2 separate regions of the Mus musculus genome follow, and region 1 is linked to region 2. Evidence: chromatin contacts called from public promoter capture Hi-C data. All regions are on one chromosome and are shown on one strand. Each heading gives the region's core, a stretch centred on a gene start, on an enhancer-like site or on the middle of the called end of the contact. The rest is flanking DNA. Distances are from core to core; before and after follow the strand shown.

Evidence for each region. Promoter capture Hi-C pulls out the DNA fragments that hold promoters and counts their contacts.
Region 1: a contact with region 2 is called in a promoter capture Hi-C map of pre-B cells. The contact joins the promoter of Ints6 here to the promoter of Setdb2 in region 2. A contact is called at or near these places in 1 of 39 promoter capture datasets (pre-B cells) and 1 of 484 Hi-C or Micro-C datasets (CD4 T cells).

Annotation. Positions count from the first base shown.
Region 1 is chr14:62,757,420-62,763,868 of GRCm38.p6, reverse strand. It overlaps Ints6 (integrator complex subunit 6), which reads left to right and starts at 2,757. Exons shown (of 19, transcript NM_008715.2): 1 at 2,757-3,321; 2 at 3,626-3,703; 3 at 4,519-4,668. The coding sequence starts at 3,211. 4931440J10Rik (RIKEN cDNA 4931440J10 gene) reads right to left here and starts at 3,368. Exons shown (of 7, transcript NR_045503.1): 1 at 3,283-3,368.
Region 2 is chr14:59,439,494-59,446,090 of GRCm38.p6, reverse strand. Setdb2 (SET domain, bifurcated 2) reads left to right here and starts at 5,211. Exons shown (of 14, transcript NM_001320720.1): 1 at 5,211-5,504. Gm45935 (predicted gene, 45935) reads left to right here and starts at 5,211. Exons shown (of 24, transcript NM_001320725.1): 1 at 5,211-5,504. It overlaps Cab39l (calcium binding protein 39-like), which reads right to left and starts at 5,128. Exons shown (of 11, transcript NM_026908.4): 1 at 5,073-5,128.

The sequences.
Region 1 (6,449 bases), core at 1,508-4,007, 3.3 Mb before region 2:
GTGATGTACAACATCAAGCATGTGGAATCAGAGGATAATTGTGTGGATAATTGTGTTGTCTCTCCTTCTAAGTGGGTTTCAGGGATCAAACTCAGGTCTCCAGGAGACAAGCGCTCTTATCCTCCTTGCTCTCCCCTACCCTAACTGCACTGGACCTTCTTCCTCTTGGTATGGACACTCGGTGCATTATGTTTTAAGGCTCTATAGGCAATGCTAATGCATGAGTCCCAGCTAAGAACTGCTCTTACATCATCGCCAACCAAGCAAACCAGTCACTTCAGAGTAAGTGTAGCCCATTTCTGTCTAGGGCTGATTGTCAATGTCTCCTGGTTTCTGACTTGTATCTGCTGTATAAATACATATACAGACATAGACATATATATCCTATTTCCTGTTCAACTTAATGGCCTTGTCATATAGAACTTCTGAGCTTTCTGGCTGAAAATCTGATCTTTGGTCTTCAGTGCTATCACAAGCATGGGTTCTGGTTATTTGCTCCAGGTGAGTTCTCAAGATTTGTCTCTCCTGATCTTTGCATTTAACCTGCAACTTCACCACACATGTCCATAACAACCCTAGATGACAACCTGCCAACACCACTGATTCAGGGAATAACTGCCATGGTTTAATTGGAAAATGATCTCAAATAACTGTAAAAGATATATTAATTATGGGAGTATGTTATATCATCAGACTCATCTGATTTCCTTCAAACATGGTTTTGGTTTAGCCTCCCTCCTCGCCATCAGAACTAACCTAATATGGAGGAGGAAATTTCTTTCTCTGGACTAAAGGCATTCTGCTATCTGGGCCTGATAACCTTGCTGGCTGGTACCTCTGCCTAGCTGTGACTATCAGCAAAGCTTTCTTCACATTTTTAGTGCCCTGATTTTTCTCTTCTCTTTTTTCTTTTCACTAGCAGCTGCTGTTGCTTCTTTAACTCATATTGGGCTCATACTATTCCACAATACACAGGAAGTAGACATTATTATGGCCTGTTTTCAGACAGGCAGGACTCACACACATTTGAGAGGCCATGGCCAGAAGGGAGACGAATTCTCTGAAAATTATGCACTAACACGGAAAGAAAAATGTCAGAGCTGCAAAAACAACTCTGTATTGTCACTGATCTCTTATTAGGATCTTCTTGAGATCTGAAGTCTTAAGCAACAAACACAAACCTTGGAAACTATTCCTATCACCCTCCATTTAAGGGATTGTTTTTTTCTTCCCGAATTACAATAATCATTTTCTGATTTTCAACGTTTTTATATTTTCTTCGAATACTGCAAACTCTTTGAAGACAGGGACCACAATTCATATATTAATTTCTACCAGCCCCAGGCATAACTAGCCTGCAGCACATCCTGGTTGTTATTTAATCAGTTAATAGTCTTACTCTCTAATAAACTCATGCCTGTACTATGGTTTATTCCCATAGAACAGTATGCTACTATTTACTGATAATAAGTTAAACAACGTTCTGAGGCTTTTGTTTTTGAAATATTAGGAAAAGCCCAAACAACAAAGCCTGATTTTAAAAAAGCGCCACAAGCATGTCACTACAGATGCCCAGCAGGCCAGAATTTCAGCAGAGAAAATCCGGAAATGCAGGGCCAGTGGGAGAAGCCCTACAAATACCGACTCTTAAAAGGCCTCAATGTTCCGAATTCAACTCATATTTCAGGCAGCGGGTCTTGCAGTTTCCCAACTACATTTGAGAACAATTCTCCGGACTTGCAGGTGCAGACTGAAGACTTAATATGACAGGGGTTGAGAATGTTTTCCGACACAACACTGGCAAAGACTTGAGAGGCGGGTTTCCCAGGAACCTATCTATTCTCTGGGTCACCTGCGCAACGTGGTCATCCCTTTTCACTTTTAAAACGAGGGCAGTGGATTAGGATTTGGAAGGCCCCCCTTTCATTTCTTAATCTAGTCTAGTGCCTTAACACGATTTGAAGAGAGAACTAGGTTGGAGAGGACAGTTGCTTTACTAGTCCACATCTGAGTTCCGCTTCGGGTTTGCAGGGTTGGGTGAGGCACTCCAGGGCTGGCTTCCTTTTCGGTGGATCCTCTGACCGGCTAGAGCCGGAGCCGAAAGACCGGCGGGGATTAATACCAGGTCATAAACAACCTCTCACTTCCCCTCCCCCGCCCCCTCCGGGCCGCCCCAAGGCCCGGCCTGCTGCAGCCGCGTGGGCCTGCGCGCTCCCGTATTCTTCGTCCGTTCACCCTTCTTGGCCCTGCGTTCTCAAATCGCGACGCAGGGCCCTCACCCACAGGTTGGGGGCGGCTTCCACTTCCCTTCTCCCGACCCTGTCACCGCGCACAGCCAAAAGGCCGGCCGCCTTGACACACACGCCTAGGGCCGCTGCCCGCCCTCCGCGCGCCGACGCAGTCCCCGCCCCAACCCGCGGTGCTTCCGCGGCCTGTCCCCGCCCCTTCCCGAAGCCCGCCTCCCGGCTGCGGGCTTCGGGCCGCCCGCCGCCCCTTGCGCGCTGGCTCTAGCGTGCACCCGCTGCCCCGCCTCCGCGCGTGCTCAATAACTGTCCTCTCGGTCGGCCTGCAGGCTTCCCCCGCCCCTGAGCTGTTTGAATATGCTAATGAGGCTGTAAGGACCAGCCAATAGGGCAGTGGGCCTGTGGATCACATGACCCGAGTACGTGTCAGGGGCGGAGCCTACGTAGCCCCTGCCCGAGTTAAAACCGGAGTGTGAGAGAGAAAAGCGCTTCAGTAGCGAGAGGGGCTGAGAAAGTGGTGACACCGCTGGGGTGCGGAGGGAGTCTCTCAAACTTCTCTCAACAGCCCCAGGGCCAATCTCCCCTCAGCCCACTCCCCTCTTCGCCAGATCCCTGGTCCCCACTCCCTGCACTGGGGGTGGGGTGGGGAACTGGGCCCGTCTCCCGCGGGGACACACACAGGGTCCGGGAGTGGGGACGGGACCCCCAGGCCGGGGGGGACGGACGGACAGACGGCCGCGCGGCCGCCCCAGCGGGCAGGCAGGCCGGAGGCGGGGGTACGGCCGGGAGGACCTGGGCTGGGGAGTTTCCTCTCAACTATCGGGGGAGAAACTCCCCATAGCTGGTGTTTTCCTCCCGGGGGCCGCGTTCCCCGCCCCGCGTATCGGCGGTTGCCGCCGCCGCCGCCGGTGCTTCCACCTCTGCCATCTCTTCACCACCTCGGGCCCCGGTGTCCCCGGCCAGCACTATGCCCATCTTACTGTTCCTGATAGACACGTCTGCCTCTATGAACCAGCGCAGCCATCTGGGCACCACCTACCTGGACACGGCCAAAGGCGCGGTAGAGACCTTCATGAAGGTACCGACTAACCCAGCCCCGGTGGTGACCCGGACCCGGTGGCCCGCGGGGGGCAGGGCGGGGGGCAGCGGGTTTACTGCGGGCTCCGCGGGCGCGGGGACCCCTCCCCCACCGCGCGGGCGGGCGGGCGCTGGGAGCGGGCTCTGCTGGGCCTGGCCCATGTGGGGCTGCTGTGGGTGCGGGGGGCGGCGGAGGGACGGCCCTGCGTGTGCGGTACTGTGGGGGCGGCCAGCGACCCTTCTGCGACTGGTAACCTCGCCTCTGTGTTTCCCTCTCTCCCGCCCGTCCCCACCCTGGCCCGCAGCTCCGTGCCCGGGACCCTGCCAGCAGAGGAGACAGGTATATGCTGGTCACTTTCGAAGAGCCGCCCTATGCTATCAAGGTAACAGCCCTCGCCCTCCCCCTCCCTTCCCTGATCCTGCCTAGCTCGCCCTCCCCGCCCCCTCTTCATTATGCTCCCCTCCCCCACGGCCGCTCCCGCCTCCAGGTCCCTTCCCCGCGGCCTCCCACCCCTCCCCAGCCCGGGAGCGTCAGCGAGGTGGCAGTTTCTGGCCCACCGCCGTCCCCTCCGGGTCCTGCTCGGCCTGGCGGCGGAGGCGCTACGATCAACATGGCCGACATTTCCCCTCCGCGGCGTGAGCGGCAGCAATGAACTGTGGGGGATATTTATTCAAGTTAGCCCGAGTGACAGCGGGGCCCAGCCTTGCCTAGCCCGGGTTTGCATTAAAAGGGAATCAGCCAAAGCTGGCAGGGAAGCCTGGAGGGGGGCTTCGAGACTTGGTCATCACAGAGTGGAACTAGGAAGGCCACCGATCGGTGGGACAGCTGTGGTCAACTTAAGAAGTCCTGCTGCCATCTGCCTCCCACTAGCACCGTCGCAACACCCGTCCCTTGCACACAATTTGGAGGATGTTATGTTAGCAAATTTCCCAGTGAAGTTATTAAAGTATTAAGACGGTTGTTAACTTAACAAAAGGTGTAGGGCAAGCAGGTTCATTCTTGGCCACCTTTGGAAGAGTTTCCTCACCAGAGACAACAGTTATAACACATTCCCCAAGCCATATCAAGCAAAAGTGAAGTTAAATATGCAAACCTGAAATGGAATACCTACTTGGTGGACATCACATTGTAATCGGTGTCCATGTGTGTACATGACTTCAAATGATAAAAAAAAAAATCTTACATCTTTCTTTTCAGGCTGGATGGAAAGAAAACCATGCAACGTTTATGAATGAACTGAAAAACCTTCAGGCAGAAGGACTTACGACTCTTGGCCAATCCCTAAGGACAGCTTTTGATTTGTTAAATTTAAATAGATTAGTAACTGGCATAGACAACTATGGGCAGGTAGGTTGAATACTAAGGTAGAAAAGAGTTGTTTTTATTTTTGTGTACAAAACCACAATCCAGTCCAAAAGTATGTAACATGGAATGCAAGTATAAAACATTGGAGGTTGAACAACAGTGCACACCGTTCAAAACATCTAAGGTATTATGGCCGCATATCCCCCACGCCCCTTTAAATGTATTTGCATTCAGAATTCAAATCTGAATTCTTGGCTAGAAAGTTGACACACATTTGGTTTCAGTCCCTCAGAGTTCATAAAAAAGACATAAAAGGGAAGGTGTCCTGCCTCAATGTATCAGTCTGAGTTTCCTGTAGGCACATATGCAACCATTGAATGGGCCACAGCCATTAGCTGACTTCGTAGTTGCTTCTATATTATAAAGATATTGGAAGAAATGATTTTTAGACAAGGGTTTAGCTTAACCTCGATTGTAAACTCAGGCAAGAGTTTTCAGTGGTGTGCAGTAACTGGTTGACTGCATTCAGTACGAAGCTTGAAATCAATGACAGATTCAGAAGTTCTAAAGTTTAAAAATTCTAAACCCTTGGGAAGATGTTTTCTGCAAAACATGAAAATTTGCCTGTCTTCCTGAAGCTCCCTAAGGTTGCTTTTTTCATCTGTGAGGATGGGACAAGAGCTTTAAGTCACAACAGTCATTGACCAATGTTACTAACTTAGGACATTGCTCTCCTAGAAATGCAAGATGCCAAAGGATATGCAGTGGTGTACACAAGGAATAATATTACACCCAAGGACTTCAGTACGCAAAGCACTATTACCATAATGCTATATTTAGGAATATATGTTATATACTTTTCCCAAGTTCCATAATGCACAGTTCTCGTGAATTTTGAACATTTTAAAGAATTTTTTTCTGTGACTTCAAGCTATATGCCTCACTTGGGGATAATTCTTAAACATCTTTAGAAATGATTGATTTTGGTCTTACAGCATTTAAAGTATGCATTACAAATCAGATTTCTCTGGAAATCATTTCCATCATTTAAATAGGTAATCATTTTAACGTACATTTTTGTTGTTGTTACTTTATAACTCTTTGCCACTTGTTGGTCAGTTTTTGTAAAAGCAGTTTTTTTCCTTTGTTGGCTATAATGCTACTGTCTTTATCATTTAACATTTTAATCCAAGGTTACTGAGTTCAAAGACACCTTTGAAACTTGCTATTTAGTTCCTTTATTTCGTTTGTCAGGTCGTGTGTTATAGAACTATCAATTTCCTGTTTTTCTGTGTCACATTTCATAAGAGAGAAGGACATTTGGATATGTCCACCTCTCATATTTTTAAAACGTGGCATAAAGTCCTTTAGGAGGATTGTTTGCCACGGAGAGATTTGAGGGCATTTGTATACTTTTGTAGGAAGTTTAAGGCTGCAGGGAGACCTGTGCTGTATCACTTTGACCAGAAGGAAGAAAGCCCTGGAGATTGTGATGCTCTCATTGCCAGGCAGCAAGGATGCTGCCTCTTAGTTACTGGAGTGAGTCAGCTAGGGTTCAAGAAGTGATAGTAATGCTTTTGCTTATATCCTGAACTAATAATGAAACTAGCATTAAAATAATTTAAGAAGCAATGATTTCTAAATAAATAGCAGTTTTTATTTGAGTAAAGTCTACCTTGAAGGAAACATGCTTCTGGATTTTTTTTCATCATAGAACCATTTTTGTTTATTTAAGTATTTGGTATTTCCCATTTATACAAAGATTATTAGAAGTTTGGATGGTTGAAATATTTAATACTAAATATCATTTGGATATTTGGAAA
Region 2 (6,597 bases), core at 3,962-6,461:
TGCAGTTTCCTGGACTAAAGCAGGGTCCTGTGTTAGTTTTAAGAACAAGGGTTCTTATGTACTTGTTCTCTTGTAGTGTTTTCTATCTGGTAATGTTATGTACTTGTTCTCTTGTAGTGTTTTCTATCTGGTAATGTTATGTACTTGTTCTCTTGTAGTGTTTTCTATCTGGTAATGTTATGTACTTGTTCTCTTGTAGTGTTTTCTATCTGGTAATGTTATGTACTTGTTCTCTTGTAGTGTTTTCTATCTGGTAATGTTATGTACTTGTTCTCTTGTAGTGTTTTCTATCTGGTAATGTTATGTACTTGTTCTCTTGTAGTGTTTTCTATCTGGTAATGTTATGTACTTGTTCTCTTGTAGTGTTTTCTATCTGGTATTGTTATGTACTTGCAGCAAAGGAACAGACTATGAAGATACAGACTTCCTGCACTAGTGTGTCCAACCTTTTGACACAACACAATGTTGTCAAGTACAAAGTCCATTCCTAAAAACTGTGCAATCAAATTACAAAGACCAGCTTTTCTGGGCCTGAGTTCGTTATACCTCCCCAGAAAGCTTTTTGCTTTACTTGAGATATACTTAATGAGCAAACATTCATCAAATATAAAGTTCATCATTACTCTCAGTAAGAGGTATTTCCTCTGAAGAAAATCCCACTGGCTTAACTGTGATTGAATGAACCCTGCTAACATTTTCAGGAGGCAGTTTGGCACTATAACCCAAGGATATGGAAACTCTGCAGCTTCACTTCATCTTAGTTGGTCAGATTTGTTAGTATAGACTTCAGTACCAGCATGCGTCAGGCAGAGACACTCTCACGTCCCAAACTAGCCTGGATATACAGTAACACTGAGTCTCATAAACAAAACAAGTAAACAAACCAAAGCAAATATCACTGGACACAGTGATACATATCAATAATGCCAGTTCTCAGCAAGCTGCCAGCCTAGGCTACATAGTGAGATTCTGTTTGATTAATTTTCCACTAGTTCAACAACCTAATAGGTTCAAACTGTTATATTTTGCTATTTTCCTCCAGGAACATAAGCTTTTTTTTTTCTTTCAATTTTTATTGTTTTAAGTCTTATTATATGACCCAGGTTAGAGAATTCTTAACTCTCACTCTGGGATTATAGGTATGACCTAACTCACTCAGTTTGATAAGGTTAGTTATTCTTGGGAAAATGAACTTAAGTATCTTAAGTATCTTTTTATTGAAAAATTCAAATGGTATTATAGTATTTGACATAGTTCTTTTTACAGGCACAGAGTTAAACACACAAACAAACAAAAAACATTTATTGAGTGTGTGTGTCTGTCTGTCTGTGTGTGTGGAAGGTTAACTTGTGGGAACTATATCTCTCCTTCCACCATGTGGATGCTGGGATTGAACACAGGTTCTTGAGCTTAGTAGCAGTCACCTTACCCAACGGAGCCATTTCTCAGGTCTTAAGACCAGCATCCTAAAATTTACAGAACCCAAGGACATCTGAATCTTTGGATGATATCACAGTATAGACCAGGGATTTGCTAATCTTATTCTCTGACTGAAAATAAAATAATCTTAACTGTCTCAGAAATCATGTGGGCTGTTTTTTTTTTCTCTCTCTCTCTCTCTCTTTTTCTTTTTACCTTAGAAGACAAAAGCTGATGATCAGTGCCTCAAGGCTACTCCAGTAGAAAGACAACAAAACACAGGCTCTGGGTGTTGGAGCCCACTCAGCATGAAGACTCACTGCCCTTTGCTTCTCCCTTACCTCTCTAGAAAAGAAAGCTCTTTGCACTCAAATTCTTTACTAATTGGTCTTTGCTGGTAGAAGTTTCCCACCTTCTTTGATTTCTCTCTTTCCAAATCTTTTTCCTGTCCTGAATCACTGGGGAGCAGCCAGACCTGGATTAAGTAACAGCACCAATTACTTTCAAAGAATGTACTTGTTAGTAGTGGTAACCTCTGCTGCAGCACAAAAGTACAAAGTTCTGTGTCCACAGATAAATAAAAGGCTATGCACATTATATTTGAGAGGGATAAATTCTACCCATCTACCCCACTCTATGCCCAATCAAGAGCCTTAGAGAATCATCAGGAATAGTGACAAAAGTAGTGGCAATATTACATGAATTGGTGTGACCATATAAAAAATAACTTGAAATATACTAAGGCACAAAATTCAGCTATTACCACTCGCCAATATTTTTCCTCTAGCAAAATAAATTTTACCTTTCCATTTAGGAATGCCGCATATATACATAGCATGATATAAGGTAGCTAAATCAGCTCCTAAGGTGGAGCTACTTGGTGAAAGTGGCAAAGTAAACCAGCAACAAGGACAACAAAGACTTCCCAGGAAGCCCTATATTTAATCCCTAGTATCTAAAGGGACAGGAGGCAAATAGAGCTAGGATGAGGAAGAGAGACCAGGTGCTTGCCTAGCATGCACAAGGCCCTGACCTTGACCCTAAGCGCTGTGAGAGAAGGAGGGAGAGATGATATATATGCTCCTAAAACTTTTTTTTTAACCTAAACAATCCAAATAGCCCACCATGTAAATCACACTAATTTATGGGGGTTCCCATGACATTTTAATTAATTGTGTGCTGAGTATTGAACCCAGGATTCTCTTGCGTGCTCAGTACATGATATACCAATGAGCCAGACTCTCAGCCCTTTAAAATTATTTTTAAAGGGCTAGAGATACCTTAATAAGAATTGATCATATAAAATATCATTTGAGGGACAATTTGAATTTGTATACTGTATTTTTTTTTTTTTTGGTTTTTCGTGTACACTGTATTTTTAACTTGGTACATTTACCATTTACTTTCTGGTTTCAATCAATATAAATTCATTATGGGGATAAACAGTGCAACTAAAAATACTTACAAGTCTAAAGGTCAAAATGACCAATGCTTTTGGTGACAGTCATCAATGAAATCTTAACATTTTAAAGACCTGTCTTATACCTCAATTTTCACATGCTCTAACCTTTATCCCAAACCTTTCTGCAAATTAAGAAGACCACTGGCATAGCAAGGAGGAATTTAGACTGTTCTCCCACCACTGCTATCAGCTAATCTAGAAATAAACACACTTCCCTTTACCAAACTGTTTCTTAATTCTTTTGAAAACAGGAAAATTAAGTCAGTGGGTTTATGGACCAGTAACAGTAATACAAACTGTGATCACCAACTCATACTCAAGTATGACTAATCACCCTTTCTGTTTGAGAAAAATTTAGTATGGGCTGTGACTTTAAAAAGTAAAGTAAGACCCTGGTTATCACAGACAAGGAGAAGGCAGAGAAGCTGAAGCAGTCCCTACCCCCAGGTTTGGCAGTGAAGGAGCTGAAATGAACCAGACCTCTGCATGTGACTATTAAAAACCCTGAAAAGTCAAAAAAAAAAAAAAAAAAAAAAAAGTAAAGTAAGAAAGTCAATTTTTTGTGTGTGCACTGTTTGTGTTTGGTTCTTTCTGTCACAAAATATCCCCCTCCTTTATTGTCAACTCAGCGGAATCACCAATTAACCTTGCGCACAGCTTTAATCCTAGCACTCGGGAGGCAGAGGCAGGTAGATTTCTGAGTTCGAGGCCAGCCTGGTCTACAAAGTGAGTTCCAGGACAGCCAGGGCTACACTGAGAAACCCTGTCTCGAAAAACCAAAAAAAAAAAAAAAACCAACCCACAAAGAACACACACACACACACACACACACACACAAAACAAAAAAACAAACAAACAAACAAAAAAACAAACCAATTAACCTTGAATAACTTAAGTTATTCAACCTTGAAATAAAATAAAAAGTGAAGATACTGGTGTTAAGTTTATCAAAACTGTTATAAGTGAATCACAAAATATTTGTCTCTAACAGGCTAGATTTTCAGATCTGGCAGCTTCTTTCAAATAATAAAAAAAAAAAGAATGCTTTCTACTTCCTTTTCTACTTTTTTTTCCCCAAGAGAAAACTGGAAAGAGGAAAGTACAGTGTCTTGCTCTTCCCAAACTCCAACACCCTCCTTAAATAATACCCTGTTCCATAAAGCCAGCCCGCATAGCATCGCAGACCCAGAAATGTACAAAGCTGTCATGGCTTTCTTGTTTGGTTGGTTTTGACTAGGTGCAGAAAACATATTCGACATGTGTTAAATTTAATGTGAAGCTTCACAATTTCGTTTCCAAAAGTCAACTTTAATTGCATAGATGTATTCATTTGAGTTGTATTGTTTTGGGGTTTGGTTAATTTTGATGTGTTTTTCTTTCTTTTTTTTTTTTGCAAACTTTTTTTTAAAATCAAGTTTATAATGTTAAAAATATGTAAAGAGAAATTTACAAAAAAAAAAAAAAATCAGCACCTTTGAAACTGGGGTAAGGGTGTGGCGCTCCTGTGGCAGAAAGATCCGGTCTGCCTGAGCTACATGTATACCTAGCATGAAGTGAATTTGGAGCATGACAAACACTAGTTTACTTCCCGTTTCTCCTTTTTATTTTATTTTATTTCTCTCTTTTTTTCTAACGTCATTGAATGAATGCTGGCGGCATGCTTATGAATAAAACTACTCTCACACAACCTGCTGTCCATGTATGTCAAAGGATGAACTCTCGAGAAGGGCAAAGGCTCCGCAGTTGGCCCCTGGCAATTGACAAAAAAGAAAAGTTCTCTATCGACCCGGAGGCCAGTGGTCGAGACAGCCCCCTCTCCCTTCCACGACTGGCTTTCCCGTGTTGAATCCTACAGCCAGCCTCCTTTAATCATGACAGGGGTCGGCGGTGGGAATCTTCGCGCCACAAACACTGCTGAGCAACTCTCGGAAACCAAGGGATCAGGGTTAAGACAGGAAAGCAAAGCCTGCGCCAGACTCTAATGACCAGCAAAGCCAAGCCGGGGCCACCGCCACCGCCACCACCACCACGCCTGCCTCCCAAACACAGGGAGGAGACTCCGGGCGGGCGAGAAGAATCCCCTGCTAGTTAAGTCGCCCCTTCACTCCCAACACTCCTGTCACCCCGAGGACTCTCCTTCCACACACACACTCCCAGAGCCGGAAAAGGCTCGCCGCAGCCACACACCTACCGCGGGCAGAGAGCGCTGCGCCACCACTCCAGCGAAGTGCCTCACTTGGCTGCCGAGAACCCGATTGGCCGTAGCAGTCCGCGCGAGACAAACCGAGAGAGTCGCCGACCAATCAGGAGGCCGCGCGCTCCGGCCGGCGCCGCGGGGCCGCGGAAACTGTGTGGAGCTCCCTTGGGGCTGATGTCTCCCCCGCTGAGGTGAAGCCGCCTCGGGACTGCAGACTCTGGTGCGGACAGTGCAAGGCGCGCGGGGTGCCAGGCCGCCTCAACCCGCTGTCTCAGTAGCGGGGGTGGCCGGGGCTCTCAGTCGCGTTTCCCCCACCGTCTTGCGGCGCTCACTTTCGTGGCTGGTGATTTCTGAGTAATTTGGCTATCATGGGCTGTAGACAGCGGAGCACAGACAAGATCTTCAGGACACTGGTCCATTCCACAGGTAAGGTTACACTGGCCATGAACAAATGAAATTATTTATCAGTTGAACTTGATTGGTATCTTCGGAGCGACGGACTGACTCACTACTCAACAGTCCAAGATCAATAAAGTCACTGCAGAAAGGGATATGATTGACAGATCATATGATTGGCATGTAGTAACATGGTTCTTTGCATGTTAGTGAAGAAAACCAAAGTGGAGGATTAATTTATGTTTAGTCTTAGATTTGGTAAACAGACCATTAGCTCTTCCAAATACCCTACCACATACGATAGGATAGGTTTCTATTCTTCACCAGAAGGCGTTTTGCCATTGTTGTGTTGTTTAACATACGAACACGTTAAAAATGTGCCTGACCCTGACTTACGCTCCGATTATGTCATGCCTATCAAAGAACCAACGAGATAGTGGTATCTTAGTTTTTTTAGTTTCTTTTTCCTCCAAGTAAAAAGGAAACTTAGATCTAAATGAAGTTGCCTGTATGTTTGGCCAGATGAAAGTTTGAGACTGGCAAAGAACCAAATTTAAATAAAATTCTCCTGGCAAGCTGGGAGATGGTGGCTGGGGAGGCAGAGACTAGCGGATCTCTTGAGTTCTCTCCGGATTGAGTTCCCGGAAAGCCAGGGTTACCCAGAGAAACGTTGTCTCAAAATACAAAACATACAAACAAATAAAAAGTACACTAACAGTGAAATATTAGTGTTGTCTTTGGAAGATAAGCTTTAAATTTCCTTAACTTTTTTTGGCAATTTTTTTTCTTTTGTAAATTAGCTTCCAAGCTACACTGGTGAGAGCTTTTTCTTTAGTTGCTGTTTGCTATGTGGAAGTCCAGCCTAGTAGACCAGGATGGCTTTGAGCTACTGGTCCTCCTGTCCCCACCTGCCCTTTCCTGAGGTGTCAGGCTGAGTGAGTGTACTGAGGTGGAAGTTACTAGAATCTAAGGTGGAAGGCAGCTTGGCAATGTCTCTTTGTGGCACTTGGATATCTGTAGTATTAATTTTACAGTGGAAAGGTTGCCTGGCTGAAGTACAGTGTATAGCTTATGTTTCCCTTTTAACAGTTTGCATTTCTGGTGAGTCTCATTGCCAATGTGA